5 separate regions of the Mus musculus genome follow, and regions 2, 3, 4 and 5 are each linked to region 1. The links are chromatin contacts, called in public HiChIP or PLAC-seq and promoter capture Hi-C maps. All regions are on one chromosome and are shown on one strand. Each heading gives the region's core, a stretch centred on a gene start, on an enhancer-like site or on the middle of the called end of the contact. The rest is flanking DNA. Distances are from core to core; before and after follow the strand shown. Region 1 holds the start of Slc37a1 (solute carrier family 37 (glycerol-3-phosphate transporter), member 1). Region 2 holds the start of Tff1 (trefoil factor 1). Region 3 overlaps Ndufv3 (NADH:ubiquinone oxidoreductase core subunit V3). Region 4 overlaps Abcg1 (ATP binding cassette subfamily G member 1). Region 5 overlaps Abcg1 (ATP binding cassette subfamily G member 1).

What was found. Promoter capture Hi-C pulls out the DNA fragments that hold promoters and counts their contacts. HiChIP or PLAC-seq counts read pairs in DNA pulled down with a chosen protein or histone mark.
Region 2: a promoter capture Hi-C map of stem cell-derived epiblast-like cells shows a contact between it and region 1, with 4 times the contacts expected there. The contact joins the promoter of Tff1 here to the promoter of Slc37a1 in region 1. A contact is called at or near these places in 11 of 39 promoter capture datasets (the 3T3-L1 cell line, 3T3-L1-derived adipocytes, the HPC-7 cell line and 6 more), 1 of 15 datasets of contacts at CTCF or cohesin (large pre-B cells), 4 of 115 datasets of contacts at active chromatin or transcription factors (the HPC-7 cell line, double positive thymocytes, fibro-adipogenic progenitors and 1 more) and 3 of 9 other capture datasets (adipose tissue, liver and pancreatic islet).
Region 3: an H3K27ac HiChIP or PLAC-seq map of embryonic stem cells shows a contact between it and region 1, with 12 read pairs. The contact joins the enhancer-like site here to the promoter of Slc37a1 in region 1. A contact is called at or near these places in 2 of 39 promoter capture datasets (cranial neural crest and neural stem cells), 1 of 484 Hi-C or Micro-C datasets (CD8 T cells), 7 of 115 datasets of contacts at active chromatin or transcription factors (effector CD8 T cells, embryonic hindbrain, embryonic stem cells and 2 more) and 3 of 9 other capture datasets (adipose tissue, liver and pancreatic islet).
Region 4: a contact with region 1 is called in an H3K4me3 HiChIP or PLAC-seq map of embryonic stem cells, with 26 read pairs. The contact joins the enhancer-like site here to the promoter of Slc37a1 in region 1. A contact is called at or near these places in 7 of 39 promoter capture datasets (the HPC-7 cell line, HPC-7-derived erythroid cells, frontonasal cranial neural crest and 4 more), 1 of 15 datasets of contacts at CTCF or cohesin (large pre-B cells), 15 of 484 Hi-C or Micro-C datasets (cerebral cortex, cortical neurons, embryonic stem cells and 4 more), 18 of 115 datasets of contacts at active chromatin or transcription factors (the HPC-7 cell line, acute myeloid leukemia, embryonic hindbrain and 7 more) and 4 of 9 other capture datasets (adipose tissue, embryonic stem cells, liver and 1 more).
Region 5: an H3K27ac HiChIP or PLAC-seq map of double positive thymocytes shows a contact between it and region 1, with 3 times the contacts expected there. The contact joins the enhancer-like site here to the promoter of Slc37a1 in region 1. A contact is called at or near these places in 4 of 39 promoter capture datasets (the HPC-7 cell line, hematopoietic stem and progenitor cells, macrophages and 1 more), 7 of 115 datasets of contacts at active chromatin or transcription factors (double positive thymocytes, embryonic stem cells, forebrain and 4 more) and 1 of 9 other capture datasets (pancreatic islet).

Annotation. Positions count from the first base shown.
Region 1 is chr17:31,294,017-31,298,489 of GRCm38.p6, reverse strand. It overlaps Slc37a1 (solute carrier family 37 (glycerol-3-phosphate transporter), member 1), which reads right to left and starts at 2,266. Exons shown (of 20, transcript NM_001242427.1): 1 at 1,575-2,266. Gm30139 (a long non-coding RNA gene) reads left to right here and starts at 3,629. Exons shown (of 3, transcript XR_001782201.2): 1 at 3,629-4,473.
Region 2 is chr17:31,163,612-31,168,627 of GRCm38.p6, reverse strand. Tff1 (trefoil factor 1) reads left to right here and starts at 3,575. Exons shown (of 3, transcript NM_009362.2): 1 at 3,575-3,701. The coding sequence starts at 3,608.
Region 3 is chr17:31,528,825-31,533,931 of GRCm38.p6, reverse strand. It overlaps Ndufv3 (NADH:ubiquinone oxidoreductase core subunit V3), which reads right to left. Exons shown (of 4, transcript NM_030087.2): 4 at 2,606-2,822. The coding sequence ends at 2,680. Among named protein-coding and RNA genes, the nearest start is that of Ndufv3, 11 kb to the right of the region's middle. Within about 2 kb of position 1,956, at least 16 of the 459 cell types and tissues checked have an H3K27ac peak or open chromatin away from gene starts, as enhancers often do. A contact at or near this core is called in embryonic stem cells and trophoblast stem cells, where this site is marked.
Region 4 is chr17:31,110,460-31,115,351 of GRCm38.p6, reverse strand. Abcg1 (ATP binding cassette subfamily G member 1) reads right to left here. Exons shown (of 15, transcript NM_009593.2): 12 at 4,295-4,395; 13 at 3,973-4,131; 14 at 2,305-2,423; 15 at 1-1,295. The coding sequence ends at 1,067. Among named protein-coding and RNA genes, the nearest start is that of Tff3, 17 kb to the left of the region's middle. Within about 2 kb of position 1,716, at least 45 of the 459 cell types and tissues checked have an H3K27ac peak or open chromatin away from gene starts, as enhancers often do. A contact at or near this core is called in cerebral cortex and embryonic stem cells, where this site is marked.
Region 5 is chr17:31,071,307-31,076,045 of GRCm38.p6, reverse strand. All of the region lies in intron 2 of Abcg1 (ATP binding cassette subfamily G member 1), which reads right to left. Among named protein-coding and RNA genes, the nearest start is that of Abcg1, 16 kb to the right of the region's middle. Within about 2 kb of position 2,040, at least 248 of the 459 cell types and tissues checked have an H3K27ac peak or open chromatin away from gene starts, as enhancers often do. A contact at or near this core is called in the HPC-7 cell line, double positive thymocytes, embryonic stem cells and 6 more, where this site is marked.

The sequences.
Region 1 (4,473 bases), core at 1,017-3,516:
AAACTCTGCTTAGCAAAGTCCTTTTCTTGCTGGCCTGAACAGCATCTCTAAAACTTGTTCCCTCAAAATTCCAGGTAATAGCTGGGTGTGGTGGTCCACGCCTTTAATCCCCGCACTCGGGAGGCAGAGGCAGGCGGATTTCTGACTTCAAGGCCAGCCTGGTCTACAAAGTGAGCTCCAGGACAGCCAGGGCTATACAGAAAAACCCTGTCTCGAAAAACAACAACAACAAAGCAAAAACAAAACAAAATTTCAGGTCATGAAGGCTACTGACACAGCCTCTCGGAGTCCAAGACATAGCTTTCCCTCTAAGATGGCAGTTCTCAGCCTGTGAGTCTCCGCCTCAACAGGGGTGCATATCAGATATCCTGCAGATCAGATATTTACATTACCTACCATGCATTTCAGTAGCAAAATTACAGCTATGAAGGAGCAATGAAATAACATGAGGAATTGTATTTAAGGGTCACAGCATTAAGAAAGGTTGAGAACCGCCGTTCTAAGAAGAGATGAGGCTAGCCCAGCTAGGTGGGCTTCATACCTAGGCCAATTCCAGGCGTTTCATTTTCCTAGGGGGTGGGAGTGGGGGTGGGGCATGCCTTCTCAGGCACAAGTACACTTCCTCCTGCCTATCCCTGAACGGAAGGGGAGCACGTGGCTCTGCTGACAGGCCTTGGCATCTAGCCCAAGGAAAGTAGTTAAAGTAGTTTTTAAATGTCACCTCTTAGAAACTCCCAGTGAATTTCAGCCCATTAGAGAAAAGGACAGGAAGGCAGTGTGATCATTGGACAGGGAAAGGAGAGCAATTAGGAGTTTTTCCATGGTGAGGCAGCACCCGACCAGGCTCAGGAGCACACAGAGAGCCCAGCCAAGCAAGAGTTGAGGGACGGACAGACACACCCACGATCCTCCCAGCTACCGGGCTCTGAGCTACCCAGAACCCATCAACCCTTCAAGGAGACTCAGGAGTGGGTGGGAGTTAGCAAAAGCAAGAGCAATGCCCCAAGGGGGGTTTTCCAGTCTTTAGCACACAGGCAACATCAAGGCAGCCTAAGGCAACCTGTCAAAATGATGGCACTTTATAAAAGGGCAAACCTGGGAACCAAACTCCCTCCAAAAGCTTCAAGAGTTTTGTTTTAAACCAAGACAAACACTAACTCCTCTAATCGAGCCCTTTCTAAGCGTTTAAAGGCTCCATTGGCCGTGGGAGATAAACAGAAACTGTTATTTTCACTTGTCCTGAGCTTAAATACAAGGAGTCAGAATTCTATCCACCATAGCTCTTAGCCCACTCACAGCAAACAACGCACCCCGGGTGTTCTCCACCGAACCAGACCTGTAACAATACTCCCAGGAACTCAGGGTGCAAACAGGACCCCCAAAAGAGGGAATTCTGTGTAAAGCCGAATAATATATTTACCAACTCGCCCAACTTCACGCAATTTAAGTTCCAGGGCGAGAAGGCAGGTAGGGAGGCAGGCAGGTGCAGAGAGCTCTAAAGACCAGGAAAAAGCACCTTAAGAATTTAAACCAAGAGCAAGGGGAGGGTCTTCCGTTCAAATGCAAATCTTTACCTGCGGGCCACCAAGATCCTTGGGTGGACCCTAAGTGCGCGGAGCTGGGGGACTTTTCCGGTGGTTTAAACCCTTTATTACCGCCCAGACGGTGGCTGTCACTGCGTTGGCCACAGAGCCCGGGCTCCGGGAAGCAGTTCTTTTAGCAAACAAACAACCGGAGCCCAGGGTGCTGGCTGAGAGCTTTCCCAAGGGCTTTGCGAGCCGGCTCCTCCTCCCAGGTCCTACAGCCGCTTGGCCGGGTGGTGAAGGCTACAGGCACGCCCACGTCCCCTACGAGCGGCAGCAGACAAAGCGCTGGGTCTCCGGCAGGCGTCTTCTCACAGCTGTCACTCGCGGCCTGGGGCCGGGAGGGGACCCAGCATCACAGCTAGGCGACCCCAGCCCCCGGGTCTCAGGGAACCTTTTGCTTCCACTTTCCCCGGGAATTCAACGTCACCAGCACCGGATCGCCCCCGCACTGTCTCTCAAGGCCACTCTAGGAGCCCTTACTTCAAAGACGTCCCACTCTAGGAAAAGCGCTTGGTTTGTCCCCGGCTCTCCAGCCACACAGCAGAGGGAGACAAACGGCGGAGAGGCCGAAGCGGGGCCCACGGCAGGTGCGTGGCGGCTGGCAGGTGAGCGCCGCTGGGGAGGGTCCTCCGTTGTCCCCGCGCCTACCTGCGCTCCGCAGCCCGCGTCGCGTGCTTCCTGCCGTCGACTTCCTGGAGCGGCCGCCCTTTCACTTTCCCGGCCCTGTGAACGCCGACCCTGTGCGGCTCCTCCCTCTCCCGCGCGCCCCCTGACCCCGGCCCCGCGCGCGCCCAAGGGATGCTCAGATCGCACACAGCCCGGAGATGCTCAGCTGGAGCATCCTCTAGCTGTTCCTGGGTCCCCACACCTGCCTGTCATGCTCTCCTAGGCCCCGCAGGACGCCGGGCTCTTACTGGCATGGTGCCCAGCAGCCAAACGCTAGCTCCTAGGGGACCTCACCACCACCAGGCTTTTGTCCCCGAGGCGGACCTTACTAATGCCAGCGACATAGACAAGTTCCGAGGTAAAGATTTGCTCCCTCGGAGTCCTGGACTGAGGATGGCCTCTCTCGGCCTACCACATCAAGTGTCAAGAGTCAAGAGCATCCGGTATGCTACAAATGGAGCTGGCACACGCCTGGTACCGCACCTGTGTCAGTGTGATAAATGGCTTGCATGGTTAAGTCCTGAAGGCCAGCCACCCCGGTCATGAGAAGTGCCCTGGCACACAGCTTCCTGGTCAATTCCGGATAATTATCTTTCAAACCCCACACCTCCTGCCAAGAATTGATCCTGGAAAGTCCGGGAAGGGCCTGATTACTTTTCTAAAGGGCATCTGCCTCACGCCTCCACGTGTCGGCCTGGCCTGGCATCCAAAGCCAGTCCTGCCGCTCAGCCCCCTGCCGCAGATCAGCACCTGCCTGGAACAGCAAAACCAGGCAGGAAAACAACTTCCTAGGAACACCCACTGGGTAAAACCGTGCCTAAACCAAAACCAACCCGATGCATGAACAGAGAGAGCCAGGGCGAGGGTGAGGAGTGTTTGGCGGGGGTAACTAGCGCCCTCTTCAGACTGGTTGGTGTACAGGCGGCCCACAGCTTCACTCTCCTCCCCACAGCCCACCCGCGCCACAAGCGCGAACGCAGTCTGCTGAATTGGGGAAGGCCCAGCCATACTTCTATCTACAGGCTTTTGAGAAGTGTTCTGTACCCTACAAGCAAAGTTGACTTCCTGTTTGAGCCACCTGCACCCACATCTCATATAGAAGTGGCCGGGGAACTCTGGCCACTCTACCCTGTTCCTTTGGCTAGATGTTTCCCACCCCACCCCCCTTTTTTTCCTCCCTAACTCTCCATTCCTTGTAGGCAGCAACTCAAGTGGACGCTTACATCTACTCTAGGCGCCTCCTCCCCATGTCACTAGTTCTCAGGCCTGCCATCACCAAGCTTGCTCAAGAGTCCCTTGCCCTTATGCCTGTGTTCCGTGGTTTTGTTTTGTTTTCTGTAGCTGCCCCAAACTACCCCAGCCAAAGTAAAATTTGAGCTCCCCAACTTGATTGACCACTTTTAGAAGGCCTTTCCTTACAACAGAGAACACAGCCTCCCGAGGAAGCTGAGACAGGACCCTGAGGCCAATTGCTCAGCCGAAGAGCCTCAGAAAAACTTCCGGGTTTTTCAGTTCCCAAGAACGAGACTTTCCACATTAGTTAGTTAGGATTTCTTTTCTGAGTCTGTGGTTTTTGAGTGAGCTCAGACTTTGAGAATTGTTGAAATAGAAAGAATTTGAGATATCGTCTCTAGATTCTGTTTAAAAATAACCTAGTGAGGCCAGTTTACCTCCCAGACTCTAGGGGGCGCAGGATCTCTCTCTCTTTCTCTCGTTTTTCATTTTTCAAAACAGGGCTTCTCTGTGTAGCCCTGGGACTCACTCTGTAGACCAGGCTGGCCTCGAGCTCAGAAATCCGCCTGCCTCTGCCTCCCAAGTGCTGGGATTAAAGGCCTGCGCCACCACTGCCCAGCTAGAAAAACCTCGCTTAAGACAGTGAAACAGTTATGGGATTTTTTTTTCTTCCACAAATAAAGAAAAACCAAAATGACAATTTTCGCACAGATACTGGAGTCAGCCAGAAGGAGTCTGATGGCCTGTGTAGAGAGAGCATTTGCTGAAAATGCCAATCTTAGAATCTTAGTTAAGTAAGATTACATTTGCTTATTCCTTCACATAGGACGAGGTATATGCTGTGGATATACCTACACTTTCCTAGAAACATGACACATCGGAGCGATCCTGTTATTTTTGGTCATAGCCACTGCATTTGCAGGCTATGTACTTCCACGAGGACAGATATCCCTCTGAGGAACAGCAGTAATTACACACTTGACTTTCA
Region 2 (5,016 bases), core at 2,326-4,825, 130 kb after region 1:
ATGACCACATCAAAACTCTTCTCAAAGTACAAGTTTTCTGCAAATTGCCTTTGACCTCTTCCACAAGAATGGGTTCTACTGACTGAGAAACAATGTTCAGAAGAAACGTCTTAGGGAGGACGATCTTGGATTAACACAATAGCAAGGAGGGATTCAGGTGAGGCCTGACCCTACACATAACACAGGTCACCAGGTTATTAACTACACCTATTCCCCGCTTTCCAGGTGGAGATGGGTGTACATCCCTTCTGTTAAGGAGACAAGCCTGCCTGCTTAGCATTCTTGGTTTCTCTAGCATTTATCTGTGGGCACAAGGACCTTGCACCCTCTACACTGCTGCCTCAAAACATTAAAAAAAAAATGTGTACCTTATGAATAGCCAGTTAAGCCAAACTGTTTGTCCAAACATTAGTTTATTTTTATTTTTGTCGGGTGTGCACATGTGTCATGGTGCCTGTGTAGCTCAGAGGACAGCGTATAGGAGTCAGTTCTCTCTTTCTGCCATGTGGGTCTTAGAGCTGGCACTTAGGTTGTCAGGCTTGGTGGCAGGCACCTTTACCCACTGAAACCATCTTGCTGAGCCAAGCCAAGTTACTGAACATATGAATCACCACATGGTACTGCTCCCAAGAGCTCTTAAACTTAATTTCCTCTTGCTCTCAGCAATATTGCCTTGATTCCATATGTTCTCCTGGCCATCAAAACCGCCATCCTCCCGAGTTCAGCCATTTCACAGATATGCGAGGTGGTGCAGGGTCTGTGCATCTACGTCTACATCTGCGTCTGCTTCTGAGTCCTTTCATGGAGCACGATGACAAGATCATTTCATGGTGTGGTTGTCTGGAGACCTTCTTAGAGAAAGGCTACTCCACTTCTGGAAGGGGTAGCAAGGTTTCTAGGGTTCAAATCTCAGCTTGCACTCTGACACCCCCACCTGTGGCTCCAAGTCTCCCCTCCTCCTCACTTCAGCGTGCAATGCCCCTTCACATACTGGCTTCTTTTTGGACACATACCTCATAGTGGGTAGCTGGGTCACGAGGCAGTTGTACTTCTAGGGTCTTGAGTTTCCTTGATGTTTTTATAGTGGCAACAGTGGTCTACATCTCTACCTGACTACTTGCTGCTTTTCAAGTAGGAAAACTCAACCCCAAAGCTGGTGAGCCACTGCACAGGTTCCCCGACCATGGTTGGTCTGTCATTTCAGCCCTGCATTCTCCCCTGGGGCCACCGACATGTTAAAAGCCTGGTTTGTATTTAGTAGGTCCACTATTGTCTTCCATAGTGACTCTACACTGGAGAAATGGAGCCCTCACTTGCTGTCCCTGAAAGAGCAGCTTCAGCCACTCCACTGCCTACCCCAAGGGCAAAGCCAGAGGCTCAGGGATCCATCTCCTCAGCTTTTCTCAAAAGAAGTCAGACTTGAAAAAAGGAGCCAGGTATCTATGCAGAAGGTGGTTCACTGGGCACCCCTCCAGATCCACCCCAGCGAACGGCACTGGCTCTTGTGGGCCTCTGAAGACTTGATTTGTTATTTTCTTCAGCAAATCACAGCCCGGCAGGACTAAGGAGGGTTTCTGTATCCCTCCAATGTCTCCATTTCCTCCTTCCTCTGTGAGCAGTGTGCTGAGGCTGGGCCCTTTCCTTCCCATCTGTGTTTGCATGCATTTGGTCTGGGAGCTGTTCTGGCGTGGCCAGTATTTGACATGTTAGAGCATCCAGTCTTAGGTGAACTCTTCATTTGACCATGTTCCAAATATGTCTCCTTGTGGTCCGTTCCTTTCCCATCTATTTTAGGGACTCGCTCAATACTTTCTGCATGCAGAGAGGCCCCTACTATACACAAAAGTGACATTCCATATACTTCAAGCCTTTCCCCTTTCTTTTGTTAATGTGCCCTTAGGAGCCTCCTCGCCTCTTCCTCATCTTCCCCTCTCCCTATCACAAGCAGCTAGCGGAACTCTTCTTGTTTCTCCATGTGTGTGGATGTTTATCTGAGGTCGACACAAATCGTGAGCCAGTTGAACTGGTGGGCTGTGCTCCTTATGGCTTAGCCTCCACAAGCCTCTTCTCCTATTTCTCCCACTGTTACATTGTTTCCACTCTGCTTTCCATGTTAGCACTGTGAACCAAGGACGCTTCACATCCCTGTGTGTGACGAACTCAGCCTTCTCTGTGAAAGGCCCCCAGTTCTGCCTGTCAGGCCCTCTCCTATGATCCTGCTTAAGCAGGAGCTGAGGGGAAGAGAGGGTGATGCTTCTACTCTGATCCACGTCCTGGAGGGCCTCTGGGGTTTACTTAGGTTCTCTTCCAGGCTCGCATGCAGGACCCTTAATCTATCACTAAGGAAAAGCACTTCTGCTGTAGCTCATTAATCATTCATTCATTCATTCCATCCATCCATTCATTCATTCATTCAGGTGTTCACAACTACTGCTGACACCCATTGAAGCTGTGTGGTCTTGGAGCTGGGCCACTCCCAAAATGAAACAAAGTCTCTGCTCTCAAGAAACTTGCAGTCTAGGTGAGGGTTACAAACAATGAGCAGATACAACAGAGTGGCTGCTTGGGCTATATCATGAGATCAATAATGAAGGCAGAGGTGGAGAGTGAGTCAGAGGCTAGGTGCAGGGCATCCTCTCAGAGACTATGACCCAGGAGGCAGAATGCCTTTGGGGGGCATGGAGGCAGAGGACAGGGAACAGCAGGTGCCAGGCAGGGTGAGCCCATTGTGTCTGTTTTCCGCTCAGCTCTACCTGATTGGCTTTCCTTCCCTTTTTCTTTTACTTTTCTAAAAGGACCCCACTGCAAATAGGGAATAGTCTATGGCCACAGCACCCAGAATGTCCCTGGTCTCATCTCAAATAGAAAAATAAAGAAGGAATCGCTTAGGTGAGCTGGTCAAGATGCACGTACAGACATCAGTGAGGACTCTGAGCTCTTGCAGGTTTTCAGGGCCCAAGCTGTCAGTGGGGCAGACTCCCGTTGAGTATATTTCCTCAGTAAGGGACCAAAGAGCAACTTGGTCATATAGGCATGTGTAAGGATGAAGCAAATGATGCAAAGATGCACCCTACAGGTTCATTCCAGCAGAGGAGAGGAGCAGGCCATCAGGGAACCCATTATGTGTCCCTGTCATCTTGTCCAGCCACACACTTCCCACCACCGGGTAACCCAGATCCTCCAAGTCGATGACATTATACACTTTGGAAGCATAGGGCCTGCAAATGGGGGCTCACCAGCTTCAGATCACTCGCTGAACACTGCTGATGCAACAGGCCCTGTCTGTGGTCTCTCGCTATGAATCAGCTCTGTCTGAGCAGGCAGTGTAAGCCCAGCTGGAGGGTTTTTCTAATACCACTCGGGACTGGATGAAGGTCATGTCAAGGGAGGTACTCAGGTTGCCTAGTGTATCTTACGAGAGGGACTAGCCTTCCCTATCAGTGCACTCTCAGCCTGTGACTGCATCTCAGAAACACCTTGTAATCTTACCCAGCATGGACCCTCCTTTGGCAAATGCTCGCTCACTCTAAGCAAATAGACCGGTGGTATAAAGTCAAGAACGTGGTGCAAGCTCATCCATCACTCGTGGTCTTCCCGTGAAGCTGCCATGGAGCACAAGGTGATCTGTGTCCTCGCTGTGGTCCTCATGCTGGCCTTCGGCAGCCTTGCCCAGGCCCAGGCCCAGGCCCAGGCCCAGGAAGGTAAGACAAGACCTCTTGTTTCCCACTGACCATGGCTGACAGACGCTGGGTCCCAGAGCCTATTGTGATCGGGTACTTAGTTCTAGCCTTTCCCTATGCAGCCAATGGTCTGGGCTCTTGAAGGCTGTTACCATTTACAAGAACACAAGAACTGGGATAGATGGAGCAGCGGGCAGGGCCCTAGGACCTATGAGGATGCAGGGAGAATGAAGCTTCTTCAGCTGGGCTCCCCTTTGTTGATGTGAACTGATCTTATACTGATCTTAGAGCCTCATCTCCAAACGTGACTTTCAGCCCACCGCTCCCGGGCAGGCAGCCCTGCCCAAGTACTTGTGCTGGGACTGGGCCTTCAAGAGATCCTTCCAGATCCTGGGCCCTTGGACCCTTAGGATGCACCCAGGTCTGGGAGCCAAACCCCTCCTGGACCCCTGTGTTATCTCCCTAGCCTTCATCCCTCCTTGGAGTGGAAGGCCATGTGACCTAGGACCTTTGCCGGTAGGATGGGGACAGCTTCTGCCCTCGTGGGTATCAGTGGCTTGTGGCAGCGGCTGTGTGTAAGCTGAGCTTTGCCCGGCTGTGAAGAGCTTCGTTCTCAGACACAGTGCTAAGGAAGAGGGAACAGGGAAGTTTCCAGGCTGAGGAGCATTAGAGAAGAGTGAAGAATGCTCTGCTTACCCTTTTCCAGCATCACTGATGTCCCTTGAGTGGGAGGAGGTAGTTGGGAGAGTGGGGAGGAGAAAGGGACCTTATAACTGCCTAGGCCCCTCTGCACCAGTCTGTGACAGAGGACAAGGAGCCAGCCAGGGGACTCTGAGGGAGAAGTAAATGGCTTTGGAGTAGAAGGTGAAGGGAGGGGGGTGCATTCAACAGCTGCTCCGTGCTCTCTCCAGGCCCCCACCCATACCCCAGTACCAGCCACCATGCTTTCCTCTGCCCCATTTCCTGGACCAGGGCTCAACACCTGTTTCTGGGTCACATGGTGACCTTGTTTCCATAGAGGTCTATCTGTAGATACGTAGACATATCCTATAGGATATGGTGGCTGCCTGCACCTCTCCTGAAGGGAGCTTGCTTTCAGTAACTTCCTCAGATGACCACACAGGTGCAGGCAGGACAGCCATCTTTAAGTCCTGCTGGGAAAGGGAGCTGGAAGCCACAGGGGAACAGCAACATCCCTTCTTCTTCTGGCTACTGATTCTCCACGGCCTAAAGGGCTCCTTGTGACCCCTTATTGTCCTGTGCTGTGGCCAGTGCTCATCTTAGCTTTATATTAGAGGCCAGCACCCCCGCCCCACAGGTCACCAGCAAGTAGATG
Region 3 (5,107 bases), core at 707-3,206, 240 kb before region 1:
TATGTACGCGCATATAATGTATATGTATGTATGTGGATATGCACATGCCATGGCCATGAATTGAAGTAAGAGGGTAACATGTGCGAATCAGTTCTATCCTATGTGGTGGGCCCTGGGGCTTGAATTCAAGTAATCAGGCTTAGCCGCAAGTGCCTCTCTGTTCACTGGGGCTCTCCCATGTCAGCATGAGCATGAGGTTGGAGAGACCATGGCCTGGACTGGCTTTCAAGATGGTGGTTGAACTATGGCTGTCTTGGGCTTCAACTTCACCACCCACTTCTTGAGCATGGCAGTATCCTGATCATTGCTGGTGCCGGCTTCATCCTTCTTCCATATCCCATTCGGCACCAAGACTAGCAGGAGCTTTAAGTGTCTTTTACTGTGTAAGTCTTCACCCAGAGGGGGGACAGAATCTCAAACCTTCACATGCTCACATGCCCTTTTTTTTTTTTTTTCCGAGACAGGGTCTCTCTGTATAGCCCTGGCTGTCCTGGAACTCACTTTGTAGACCAGGCTGGCCTCGAACTCAGAAATCCGCCTGCCTCTGCCTCCCGTGTGCCACCACCGCCTGGCTTCGTTCACATGCCCTTTCTAGACCCTTTCCACCTCTGCCACACTGCTGCCTACCACCATAGTTGGGGGAAGGGGAGTGAGAATATCAATCAAATTATAGAGTGTTTTTTTTTTTCCACTTTCAACAAAATACAGGAGTGAGTTAAGTTCTCCCAGAGGCCAGAGGTTTGGACTAGCCTCAAATTGTGTCCACAGCTTCTGACAGTCCAAATGCTAGCTAGCTCAGCACCTGGGCACATGCTAAGGCCTTGAGGACCCCTTTCTAGGATTCCCATTATCAATCTCGTGGTGGTCTGTCTTTGCCTCTTTCCCACAGACTGCTTCTTTAATCTGCCCTCTACCATCCTGCGGGTCCCTGCAAGGGTTCCCCATAGACTGTCCCCCTACCCTGCATCCGTCCCACCTCCCTACGTACCCATGAACTCCAGGAAGGTGCAGTGTCCTTATTTGGATGATGCAAGGCCACAGTACTAACAGCCAATTAGGCATTTAAACTAAGGCTCCTGCCACGTCTCTGAGGCGACAATCACTTTCCCTAGCTATTGGGAACCCTTACTCTCCACCCACACACAGCAACATTCTTTTTTTTTTGTTTTTAAAGATTTATTTATTTATTATATGTAAGTACACTGTAGCTGTCTTCAGACACACCAGAAGAGGGAGTCAGATCTTGTTACGGATGGTTGTGAGCCACCATGTGGTTGCTGGAATTTGAACTCTGGACCTTCGGAAGAGCAGTCGGGTGCTCTTACCCACTGAGCCATCTCACCAGCCCAGGAACATTCTTGAGTAAAAGATTTTCCAAATGTACTGACTGATAGTCACCTGACCCTCTGCAAAGTCCCAGGTAGAGTTCAAATGTGTGTCATGTTTGCTAGCCAATAGATTTAAAGGTCAATATGCTTACCCAATAAGCTTGAACTGTAACCTTGCTGATGTAACCTGTGCCCCTAAAAAGTATAAAAACTGTTTGTAATAGCCATTCAGGGTCACCTTCTTGTCACTCGCCTTGAGGGACTGATTGAGGTTGACCCCATGCGCCGGAAAATAAACCTCTTGCTTTTGCATAGATCTGCGTCTTGGTGTCTCATTTGGGGGCATCTCGAAGTGAAGTACCACCGACCGAGGGTGGGGGTCTTACGAGTGTACCTCCTATCCCCAGTTTCTCTCCACACACATTTTTTTTTAAACAAAAACGTGTTTAAACGTCTCAATCATTCGATTTTACCAATTAAGACTCAGGAGCCAGACGCTTAGGTAGCTAGCTCAGAGAGGCAGAGAAAGCACCCAGCTGACCATCTTCCTCTGTCCCAGAAGGCATGTCCCTTTCCCACACCAACTCAAAAAGCCTTTCAAACTGAACGACTTCCTGTGAGTTTCTCTATCTGTCCTCCTGACTTCCTTAGTCTCTATGGTACTTTTCTTACTAATCCTATGCTCACTTCCTGTCAGCTGCTTGTTTGCTCCGCCTCTTGGCCTATGGTTGACTTTATTTATTCCTGCTCCCAGTATTCAAGCAGAAAGCTCTTGGATTAAAGGTGTGTGTTAAGGCTGAGCCACAGCACAACTAAAAGCAGGTTTTCCCAGTAAATCTCAGGGTCCACAGTGTGATCAAATATCCTGCAATTTTTGTGTCATGTTTAAATCAGTGTAACGCCTTCCCCGGCTCACTGGGGCTGTGGCTCAGACCTGGCAGAAACTGCTGCCGACCAGTATGAGGCTGAGTGAGCCCGACTTTGCTTTGTTTCTCTTTTTACGGATCCCTCTGGCTGGCTGTAGACTGGCAAGTTAAGAGGGGTGTGGTACACAGCCGTCCCTAAGTGTGCTCTGAAATAGAACGTTCCCTCTGGCCTTGTTAGGGATGATGAGGTTAAACATCTCCCGGAGCTACGGACTCTAACCTGGAAGAATCTGTGACCACTTCACTGTGGCCACTGGGGGATGCCACAGAACCACGTAGACTATACGAGTAATCAGGGTGTCGCTAAGTCATTCTCTGGGAGGTGCGAGGGGAAATAACCACATAGTGAGCTTTGTGACTCTGCCTTTTATTCTCACAGGCAAGGATTCATGGGAACCAACATCGGGGTCTACCCTGAGCTGAGCTCAGTGCCGAGGTGACTCTCGTCCTGAAGACGGCTGTGGCAGCCTGAATTTGGAGAGGTCCAGGTTCAGGTCCAGGAAGGTGTATGTGTTGTAGTCATGGTGCTGCAGGTTCTTGTAGGTGGTGGTGTCAGTCGGCTCGGGCTCTGTGGAGAAAGGTGACAAGACAGCTGTCAGACACACAAATCTGTCTGGGGCGCTTAGGAAGCAGAAGTCTCCACACTACCAGTTTATAGTGTGTGAGCTTTCTAACTAGCAGACAGGAGACCTTGAGAGCCCTGCATCTTCAAGGGCAATGTAAAAGAGTCACCTGAAGTGCATGCCGAACCTTATGGCTGAGCAGAATCACAAAGCACACGGAGGCAGTGCCATTGTAAAAACGCTAACCTTTCCCGAGATTGTGGCACAGGCCTGCCAGGAGACTCTCTGCTTTTTGTTGTTGTTGTTAATAAGATGGCAGAGTCTAACCTCTCAGATAGGGGACAGGACAAGGCTGCTTCGTTTCTTATACAGGATCGGAGCACCTTGCCCGTCCTTTTTGTATTTTTAAGCCCTGGGTTCACACTGTGCATTTGGAAGGATCTGGAATTACAGATGGACACAGGAGAGAAATCACATTCTTTTGGATGTCTGTCTGTGATAGAAATAAGCATGTGCAGATATGAGAAAAACCTGAGTGTTACAATATTGGTGAAAATGGGCACACAAACCCAGAAAGAGCTGTAGCTTTGCCATTTTAACTTTTTGAAAATTGTTACCTTCCAAACCATAGGAAAAAAAATAGTAATTTCTCCTTTTATCTTAAATGAGAAAAAATTAAATCTATGTACCTAAGTAATTGAAAATCTTAAAACTCAAAGCATGGGACTAAAGCAAAAGGACGGGCTCTTCTGCAACTCAAATGCAACAAGGCAGGAGACAAGCAATGCAGCGTAGCCGCAAGGCAAGTCTGTGCGGATATCTTCCTGGATCCCTGGGAATCGTGAGGCTTCCTGCCTCAGTTCTACTCACACTGCACGACACAGAAACAAACACCCCACCAACTTAAATACATGGTTCGCTATTCCAAATCCAAAAGCTGTTTCTCTTCATTTAATTTCAAGAAAGGAAGGAAGGAAGGAAGGAAGGAAGGAAGGCAGGCAAGCAAGCAGGAAGGACAAAAGGATGGCATCTTCTCTTCCTCGGTGAGCTGACAATCTTCAGTGTGTGGAAGGTATACCTTCAAAGCCACGGAGTACACAGTTATGGCAGGGCCGGTGAAAACTGATGGGAGCTGGGTGGGTTATAAACTCTATCAATAAGAGCCCACCTGTAAGCAAGGAGCTTTGGGCATGGACACTTTGTGAGCCTCAGCTGCCAGCAAAGAGGGCTAGGGATGGAGGGGAGGCAAGTTTTTGTTTCTGCAGTGTTGGAAACTGAGCCCAGGACCTTACTCACTGGTTAAGCCCCATATTAAGCTACATCGGCAGCCCTGTGAGTTAACCTAGAAATCCCCATGCCTGTGCTTCCGTGCTAGGTTTAAGATCTCTAGTTGAGATCAGGTCTGAAAACTGGAACGGGGTCGGAAAGGCAGGTCCCGAGGTCTTAGAAGTCAGGCGTGCACTGGTACATGGTTAACTAGTGAAGGAGGAGAAATGTTAAAGGAAGAAAACATAAATGCTGTAAACATCCCGGAAGAGCGATAGTTAGCACACCATGGTGATGCAAATTAGGTGAGGAGGGGGCGTGGCTGGGAATGACTCGCAGGTGCAGGAAGGCCTCGTTAGCGGCGATGCTGCCATCTTAAGGAGGACTCGGGAACTTCGGATTTTAAATCAAAGAATTCCTGCTTTCTTTTTCTTTTCTTTTTTCTTTTTCTTTTTCTTTTTTGAGACAGGGTTTCTCTATATAGCCCTGGCTGTCCTGGAACTCGCTCTGTAGATCAGGCTAGTCTCGAACTCAGAAATCCACCTGCCTCTGCCTCCCAAGTGCTGGGATTAAAGGTGTGCGCCACCACCGCCCGGCGAGAATTGCTGTTCTTTAGGGAGCTGCTCAGAGAGGTGTCACACATGTGCAAAACCACTTAGTACGATAGGAGTATAGTACCCCTTGAAAAGCCCCTCATTGGAAACTCACAGTAGACGATTATACAGCCCATTGTGCTGGGAAAAGCCCGCAGATGCTGTCCATGGTTACCTGTCTGGTTTGTTATTGTTGTTTTTAAAAAAGATTTATGTATATGAGTACACCATTGCTCTCTTCAGACACACCAGAAGAAGGTATCAGACCCCATTGCAGATGGTTGTGAACTACCATGTGGTTGCTGGGAATTGAACTCTGGAAGATCAGTCAGTGCTTTTAACCACTGAGCCATCTCTCCAGCCTGGTTGCCTGCCTGTTAACACTCCTTCAGTTCACTAAGGTACGGGTCTAGTTCAGTCCACCCGAGGGC
Region 4 (4,892 bases), core at 467-2,966, 180 kb after region 1:
CTCTGGAAGAGGCGAGCAGCTGCATTTTCTTAACGGGGACATCCATGGCACCTCCCCTTCCACTCAGCCGGCCTGCCCATCCTTGACACCCCACGGCTCCCCTCAAGTTGGAGGGATACACCCGATATGTCCCCAGGCCGGCTTCCCAGGCTCGGTGGAGGTAGTTAATGTGATTCATGAAGAAAGGGGAAATGGGTCTTTAAACATCCACAAGGTGGATCGAGTATTTCTTGGGCAAAATGAAAGTGGCTGGAAAACTAGGAAGAGTTTTAAGCTAAGAAGCACATGAGAAAGGAAGTCTGGGAGGAGCCTGCCAAGTACCCCAGCACTGTCTGCATTGCGTTGCATTGCGTTGCGTTAGTCCCTGCTGCCCCAGCGCAGCTGGTGTGGTGTCTCCCTCACCCGGAGCCTGCATTTGACCTTCTCTGGTTTTATTTGTGAGGCCTCCTTGGTGACTCGGTTGGACTCTTCTGTTTCTAAGCAAAACACATCTTTTACCCTGAATAAGTCCCTCAAGAAGTACTAAAAAGATACAATCTCTCGAAGTGAATGAAATTTATCGACTTTGGCTCGGAAAGTGACTTCATCAGAAATGAGAGGAACTTTAGAAGGCTGAGACCTTAAGAGAAGATGGTCCTCAGGTGGCCTCTGCGCCCGCTAGGTGTGGACCTTCTCCCCAAGATATCCACCTCTCTGGGGACCAACTCGGCTAACACTCCTCATCCGGGGCCAGTGTGTCCTGGACTCCGGGAGGAAGCCACTGTCCCCAGCTGGAGCACAGGATGGCATTCTATGCCAGTTGTATTTTGAATCCCACATCTAAAAAAAAAAAAAAAAAAAAAGAAAAAAAAAACCCAACCGTCCTACATCTTCCTAGTTAGAAAAGGAAACGAACAGTTTCAACCCGGCGGGCAGAGGCGCTCAACACTGGTCATCGTCAGACTTGCGTGGCCTCCAGGTTGGGTTGGGAGAGTCTGTGTCACCAGGAGCAGGTGCGCTGCTACCTCCCAGCAGTGCCCTTGGTCACAATGTCTGCTTTGCCTCGTTGCTGGCTTGGAGGCGGTTTTTACCTCTCAGCCCGGATTTTGTATCTGAGGACGAAATAGGCGATGAGCCGCAGGGAGATGAAGAAGATGCCCAGGACGATGAAATCCAGGTACAGCTTCGCATTCTCCACGTCCAGCTCCCGCAGGATGGCCTCTGACTTCTGGAAGTGGCATGTCTCCGCGATGTCGCAGTGCAGGTCTTCTCGGTCCAAGCCGTAGATGGACAGGATGACCCCCTCAAAGCCGTATCTAGGGAGAGGAGGAGCGCCAGGTGTGAAGGGCAGGCCTGGCTGAAGGTCACTAGGCTGGCTCTCCATGATCAGAGGCCCCTCCCCTGCACCTCTTCCTGACTTTACTATGGCTGCTAGTCCTGAGTCAGCCCTGGACCAGCCTCCTACCTTTGTTCACAATCCTGCTTCTTTCAAGGCCACCAGAGAAAATGCAAACTGGAATGCACCCCGCTTAAGCCACTGGGGCGATAAATAAATAAATAACATATTTGGCTTCCTTCTGAGCCTGCACACCTTTTCATGGTTAGGACCTGTTATGGGTTTGGATATCCTGGCAAGAACACTGGAGCATTTAAATAAAGCCTCTTTGGACCAGCCTTGTTTTGCAGAACAAAAGGAGGGATCTTCAGATGAAAGGCGCTGGTGTCCGGTTTCCCAGGATTGGCAAGCAGACAGGCAGCTGAAACTCTGCACAACTGGCTTTGTGTCTGTCTTGTTCTCCTAAACAATGTAGTGGGGGCTAAGCTGACACTCTTGGAAACACTTGTTCCCAGCGTGGACCTTTGTGACTGCAGCTGAGGGTCGGGGTGAGGACACAGGCCAAGGACTAGGGGCAGACATCGACTGCCCAGAGAATGCCCAGTGTGCAGAGTCACTCAGCAGAGGGGCAGAGACTCTGGTAGACCCTGGACCCAGGTTGTCAAAAAAATCCTTGTTGGAAGGCACTGGGGTGTTTGAGAGAGAGCATGCTGTGCGCCAGGTGCTTGGTTCAGGTTTTATAATCAGGATCTCATTGTGGCACTTTTCCCATAAAATACAGACGCTCCCTTGGGAACACCCAGAATAGGAGGGCATGTCATAGCATCTCCAGGGTATGAGGCTATATGTGCTTGTGTGCACTGGAGAGGCACAAAACTAAGGGAGACATAGAGGAAGATCCTTGGATGCCGATTTAGCTCCATTAATGCTCAGTTCTTGGACCCACCCCCTCCGCCCCCACACCTCTGCCGCTACCGCCCTGAAGGTACCTGACATAGGAGATGTAGGACATCCACTGCAGGTAGGCTGGGATGGTGTCAAAGCTGACAAAGAATCCGGAGAAGAGCAGGACGGGGATGGCTGTCACGGGACCCACAAATGTCGCAACCTGGAGTGAGATGCAGCGGGACATGAAAGGCATTCACTGCAAGGGGGGAGGGCTATCTCACCCACTCAGGTGACCCTGAGGATATCCCAGTGGCTGGAAAGGAAGTGTGTCAAAGGGCTAGAGTCTTCCTGGGCTGGCCAAGATGTCCAAGATGGTGACCAAGAATGTTCCTTGGCGGGGCCAAAAGTTAATCTCCTGAAGAGAGGCCCTGAGACCCCAGCTGAGAAAGGATGCTGAACGAAATCAACGGCATTTCCTGAGGGCAGAGGCCAATATTTTCTGGGAGTGGTCTCTGAGGAGTCTTAGTGAGCAGTTTATAGCTGTACCTGGAGCTGATAATTGGGTAGGGCCACCTCTCTGGGGGATCCCACCTAGAGGCAAATATGAGTCATCAACCTGCTGTGACACCAAATGCCAGAGATGGGTTTTGAGGACCCCATGGGGGCCCATCTAGTGGATCCCTCTTCTGGGGTCCTGCTGTCCCCTGAGAGCTAAGGACAACACCCAGCAGGCTGCAAGTGGCAGCTCCCAAAGGCCAGGCTCTGCAGGAAAGACTCTAAGGTGTGGCTGTGCCATGCTTGTTGTATGTGTGTGTTGTTCATAAATGAGCTAAAGAGCATCCAGTATCTAGTCAGATACATCCTCTGGGGTCCTCTAGGGGGAAGGTCTGAGAAGGTGAGATGGGGGGTGGTGTCAACATTAGGGGATAAAGCCATCTATGGAAAGCATGGTTCTGATGTCTACATGGGACTGGCAAGGGTGCACAGGCCACATTGAGGTGAAAGGTCAACATGGGGTGACAGATACTCTTCCACTGGCCTGATTTGGGATTGGGATGTCCCAGCCTCTTCTCTGGGGTGTTGTCTTTGGCCCTCATGACAATGCTATGAGACAGATACCATACAGATACAGGTTCCACCTCTGAGTGAGGAACCTAGACCCTGGAGAGCTGGAAGCCACTGTTGGGAACACCAGAGATGAACTGGGAAGCAGGTGGTACCCAGGAGCCCTTGGAACGTGGCATGGGACCTCAAGAGCCTCCAATGGCTATGGTTTGTAAGGGCAGGGGAGGCAATTTGGGGACTGGAGATGAGGCCAGGCTCAAAGACACAGAGAAGAGCTATGTGAGGCTCTGGGTGAGATGAAAAGTGGGTATCCACCACTGGTATGCCAAAGGGTGGCTAAGCAAACCTACTGAGGCAAGGCTAGAGGTGTGGAGAGCTTGGTCTCTGTGCCAGCTGTGTGATGCCAACAAGTCAAGGTCCTTAGTCTTCCCTACCTGTAAAATGGGTGTGCTTGGTATAATATGAGCTGACATTTAGAATTCATGTCTGGGTGTGTGCAGTGTGTAGTCACAGCCACCCTGAAAGCCCCTACTGCAAGAAGGCCATACTGATTGTTGAAGATAATGCTAATTCGTTCCTGTGAGAACACCCTAGAAGTTAGACACCTATGAGTTAACAACAGGGTTAAGTGTTCACTGAGCCCCATAGTTAGACGGAGGAGACAGAGAGAAGCCCAGCGCTGCTCAGCACTTCCTCGGCTGTACCTGCAGGGATGTGGATGCAGCTCCAATCAGTAGGCCTAAGGACTGGGCCACCAGCGATGTCATGGTACCCAGAGCAGCGAACAGCACAAAACGCACAGCGTCCGACGGCTGGGACGTCATCCAGTATACGATACTGCAGTAGGCCACAGGGAACATGATCTGCAAGTACAGAGTCTGTGTCCCCGTGGGGCTCTGCTTGTCTCCCGCCCCCAGGGCCCCTTCTCTTCTCAGCAGAACACTGGTGGAAACCCGTCCCACCCAGCTCTTGTGGGGTGTGGAGAATGTCTGTTCCCTCTGGCAAATCACTTGGTGGCTCGCATACCTGAAAGGGGACATCGGCCATGGTCTTTGCCAGGTAGTAGGCCTTCAGGCTGTACCAGTAGTTCAGGTGCTCCCGGAGGAAAACACTCATCTCCAGGGGAACTACAACAAGAAGGAAAGCAGAAGAGAATGGTTGGATAGGCACAGCCAGGGATTGAGATATGCACATGGATTACCTTGGGCTGAGCCCTGGGGCTTCTGACCTAAATCACAGTGTGGGCCCCCAACACGCCAGACCTCAGACTTTAAACAAAAGATGAAACCTACATTCACTGGTCTAGAAAAAACCCACCAGCTGTTTCTCTAATAGCAAGAGCTGCATCTTTAATCCTGGTACTTGGGAGGCAGAGGCTAGCGGATCTCTGTGAGTTTGAGGCCAGCCTGGTCTACAGCTCAAGTTCCTGGACAGCCAGGGCTATACAGAGAATCCCTGTCTTGAAAAACTGAAAAGGTACATTCCATGATGGTTTGAATGAGGAATGTCCCCTGAAGGTGAACACTTGGTCCCCAGTTGGCTGTGCTGTTTAGCGGAAGTTATGGATCCTTTAGGAGGCAGAGCCTTGTGGGAGGAAGTATATCCCATGAGGGGTGGGGTTTTA
Region 5 (4,739 bases), core at 791-3,290, 220 kb after region 1:
GGTCTTAAATGGTGTCCAGACTTGGAACCATTGTTAAGAGTCAGAGAAGCGAAACTGAAACTATCTTCAGGGTGTAGTTTAATTTATTTTATCCCCCTCCCTTTGAGAAAAGATTACAGAATTTACTGTAAACATTCACAAACCCAAGAATGATGTTCACACAGGACCTGGCCTCAGGTGCCACGGCTGCTGCTCTGCCCAAAGAGCTGCTGTCCCCATTGTGGCTGCCAGTTAGAGCAGTGGGTACCGCTTTCTCGTGTTCGACCATGAAGATCCAGCAACAAGCCAGAAATACAGGGCCTGATAGTCTCACATCCTCCCAAGATGACCTACATTAACCTCTCTCAGGAGGCAGATTCTGAAGTGTAATGTTGCTTACCCAGCTCTGTTTCAATGGTGGAAATTTCCACCCAGCCACTCACAAATGCCGATGCTTCAATATAAATAGTCTCCAAGATGCAAAACTCATCACCCAGTGACCTGAGAGTTCTCAGAGGGCCTCTTGGGGATGACACAGCTATGACCTGTCCCATACAGGGCAGGACCAAGTGCTAAGTGAGACATGTTTATCAATGACTCTGAAATGAAGGTTGATTCCATTCTGATATTCATCACCAGGAAGACACAAGTGTAAGTCTTAGAAAGAAAGGCAGTGGCGAATCTCTGGGAAACACAGTACTGAAGTTGTTAGGGACAGACACTCCTTCCTGGTGGTCCTTACAAGCCATGCTCAGCCACCTGCCCCTAATATGCTGATTAAAGAGACAAAATAATAGTGAAAGGTTGAAAAGAGAGCCTTACTCTATGTAGCCACATCGGAAAGGACAAACAGAGTTCCAGAGAGCCCCCAAGTCCACCTTTGGGGTGCTGACATGAGGCTCAAGTTTAAGTAGAGGGAAGGGTATCTATTAACTAAGTAGTCACAGTCAAATGTCTGCCCATCAAGACCCTTTATTGTCTGGGCTCTGGGCTCCTCTGCAAGGAGGTCTAACAAGTTGTCAGAGCCTGTGACCTCCAGTCCTGGGGGACAAGTTCCTCCTTGGCTTTTTCCTTCTCCCAGGCTGAGATTCCTGGGGAAATTCCAATGTCTTGCAGACTATTATTAAAGTCAGATGGCCAGTACTAGTCTCTCCAGGAAGCTCCTCAGACTACTCAGAATCCTGTGTAGCTCGAGGCTCCAAGCACCAACATCTCCATCCGGCCCTCACAAGATGGAGCTGAGGACACTTCCACAAAAGGGACCGGTGGTAATCACAAATGCACACTTCCTTCTTTTGACAGAGGTTTCTGCCCACTGCCCCCACAAACCCCCCAGGAAACAGAAGAGGTTTCTTAGTGTCAGGTGTCACTGTTACTTCCCACCACCCATCTCTAGCTTGCTTCTATCGTCTCTCTTGCAAAAAAGTGTTAACTCTACAATCACAAAATGAGGTGGAGAATCAAGCAGGAATAAAAAGAAAACAAAACAAACAAACAAACAAAAAAAAAAAACCCTGCAAGCCAGAGAAGTTACCAGCCCCAAGGGGTCTCCTTGCATTGGGCAGGAGCCCCAAAGGTTGAGCAGACCATATGTATGATAGTGCTTAGCACTTCACAGAGTGCCTAAATTAAGCTCAAAGGAGTCATCAGGCCAGCGTCTCAAGAAGGCCCTGGTCCCCAGGGAGGGCATGACAGGACACCTCCTGTTCCGTCCTGTCCTGGGCCTTCCAGTTACCTAAATGAGAGAAAACGAGCTTTTCTTACATCTGTGAGCTCACAGACTTAGCCAGAGATGCTACAAAATGCTCTCCTGGAGTTCAGCTATTATTGTGCAATCTCAGCGGTCCCCAGGATGAAGTGACTCAGTTGGGGCAGGAAAGCCCTCCGGATTCCAGCTGGCTTAGTGGATCCACAGACCCAGTCTTAAAGGAAAAATTCCAGGGTTTGGGAACCCGGCCTGGTCTTTTTCTAGAACTGGTCATAGAGAGAAGGTCTGCCTCTTATGTCTTCCGAAGATCTGAACAGGAAGCAAATAAGATCATTTCCAAGGAGTCACAGACCAGCAGTGTTTCTTGGAAAAGGGTGTGACCTAGGGCTATGAGCTCTTTGACTTTAAACAGCAGTATAGAAGCACCACCCACCCACCCACCCGCACTCGATTAGCACACACACACACAAACACACAAGTCCTATCAAAACTTCAAGGTCATAGCTAGCACACGGAGAAGGCTTCGGCATTCTGGTATCTGCTATGTTACTCCCACTCAGCCACATTCCTCAATTAAGCTTAAATAGGAAACAACCATGTGCATCAATATATTCATCCAGTAATATGTCCTGCTTCATCTGCTTCAGAGTCTTCCTGTTGGAGAAGCTCTCAATTCTGGGTGCCTTTTGGACCTGGAGCGGAGAATGTGACCCGGGGCTTTGCTCTTTATAGGAAGGTGCAGCATCGGGACCTCTTGAGCCCCCTAGAGCAGCAACATCCTCTTAGCAACAGTGCCCGGCGCGCGCGGCCAATCGCGCAGCTCCCCGCTGCCGCCAGCTGGAGGTTACTAGCGAGCATTGACCGATAGTAACCCCGGCGCGGGCGGCAGTGACAGACAGGTACACATTGCGCCTGCGCAACGGCGCACACCTGCCCCGCCCGCACCTGCACACTGGAGGAGGCCGCTCCTTGCTGCATCCCCTTCCAGTCACTGAGAATTCCTAAGAACTCCTGCAGGCAGCCTCTACCGAGCCAGCAGCCAGGGTTACTTGTGAGCAATGGAGCCGGTGTGTCCCAGCAGCCTGTAGGATGCTCACAGAACCACAGAAGGAGGGGAGGGATGCTCTAATTAATAAAAACCCGTTATGGGGCTGTAACTTGGCCAGAGCCTTCAATACCAGGCCATGTAGATGACAGTTGGCTGGAATGAACTATTCTCTCATTCATATTTATGTGTTCTCTGTGTGTGTGTGTGTGTGTGTGTGTGTGTTACTCCATCTTGGAGAATGAGCATAGGTCTTAATGTGCCCAGCAGGCAGTACACAGTTCTGGACTCCAGGTAGAGGTCAAACCTGCCTCCCTCCCCACCTCCACTGACAGTAGGCAAAAAGGTCTTTGTGTGGTACCCACAGTGTCTGTCTCCTGAGCAAGAACTTAACACCGCCCGCCCGCTGGTCTAGGCCTCCTGAAACATTTGGAGGCAGAGAATTGAAGCCCTGGGGTAATGAGACAATGTGGGAAAGGAAACAGCAAACATTAGCTATTTGTAATTGAAAATAAGCATGACTCCCTCCAAAGTGGGAGAAGAGGCATAAGACTGAGACCTCCCACAATCCATGCTGGGATGCCTGGCCCAGGGGCTTCTAGGCCAAGCCACCAGTTGCCACATGACAGATACAGAGCAGAAGATTCATGCTGCTTCTCGACTGGACTCTACCCTTACCAGTAGCAGAGAACCTTCTGGAAGGTACGCCTGCCTCTGCCCTGTGACCCACAAGTGTCACCGTGTCATGCAATCTCCAAGCAAACCTGGGCCCTCATCTCTCTAGCAGCCCAGTCACCTATAAAGGCTGCTCACCCTGATAAACTGGATTGCTGTTTGTCCCTGGTCAGTCTCTTATTCTGTGCGGTTCGTGGGCCCACTTCGAGACTAAGATCGCTTGTTCCACAGAGTTCCAGAAGCAGGAGCTGGACCAACTCAGGAAACTTATCCAAACACTGATTTTCTTAGCTCAGAGGCATTTTCTAAGAACGGATCTTGTGTGTGTGTGAGCACACTCGTGCTGTCCTGGGAGTCTCGGTTCCTAGTGACTGTGGTAATCAAACAGACTGACTTGTGGGAAGGGATAGTGCAGATGGTTGGCCCCCAACATGTGGGAGTTCAGACTAGGGCAAGCCCAAGGCTCCTGTTGGCGCCGAGATCTAGATTCTAAATATAGGTCTCAGCTGGACCTAATCACAGCCTTGATAGGCCTCCTGGCATATCTGACTTTTCACACTGAATGCCATTTGTCCCACTGCACAGAGAGGTATCTAACAACATACAGCTGGCTCAGAGGATAGTGAAACTATGGCGTTGGGTCATGTGGAACCAGCAGCCCCATCAGCCAGCCTTGGAAAAGCCCTTTTACACATTTTATCACAGGAGCAAAGCGCCGGCATCAGACATATTGGATTTGAAGGTAGCATTTCCTAGGCACAACAGGGACTTTTTTTTTTCAGCATTTGTCTCATAAAGAATGTTCCTTGTGACCATCACCTCGACCATATGTGGTGTAGTCTTAACTATTTAATCTGGCCCTTGCGGTTACCTCTTTTCCTTAAAAGAAGCCAATCTGTTGCTGCCAGAACTCAATGGGAGCAGGTGTACGGTTACTAACCACTATTTTCCTGCCAGTCTACAAACAAAAGGAACGGTTTTATGTTCAGCAAACTGTCAGCTGTCGTTATTCCTTGAAGCAGGAGAGTGGGCTTTGGTTTAAAAGGCCTTTCGTCTCAGAAGGTGGAGGTTTCTGGAAGCAAGCCCACTGCTGAGGTGCTAAACGCAAGCAGGCAGGCACCCAGGACACGGGGCAAGCATGGCAAGAATGTCCTTAGGAAATTAAACAGTGACAAGGACACCCGATGGGCAGCGGAGTACAGGCCCGCAAAGCCATCCTGCAGAGGCCAGATGGCTCAAGAACGGGGGGAACTTTGGGAAAGTGACAAGGTCACATAGCCAGATAAAGAAACTGCCAGACAGAGTGTTCAGAAAAACAAGAACCCAGGGGCA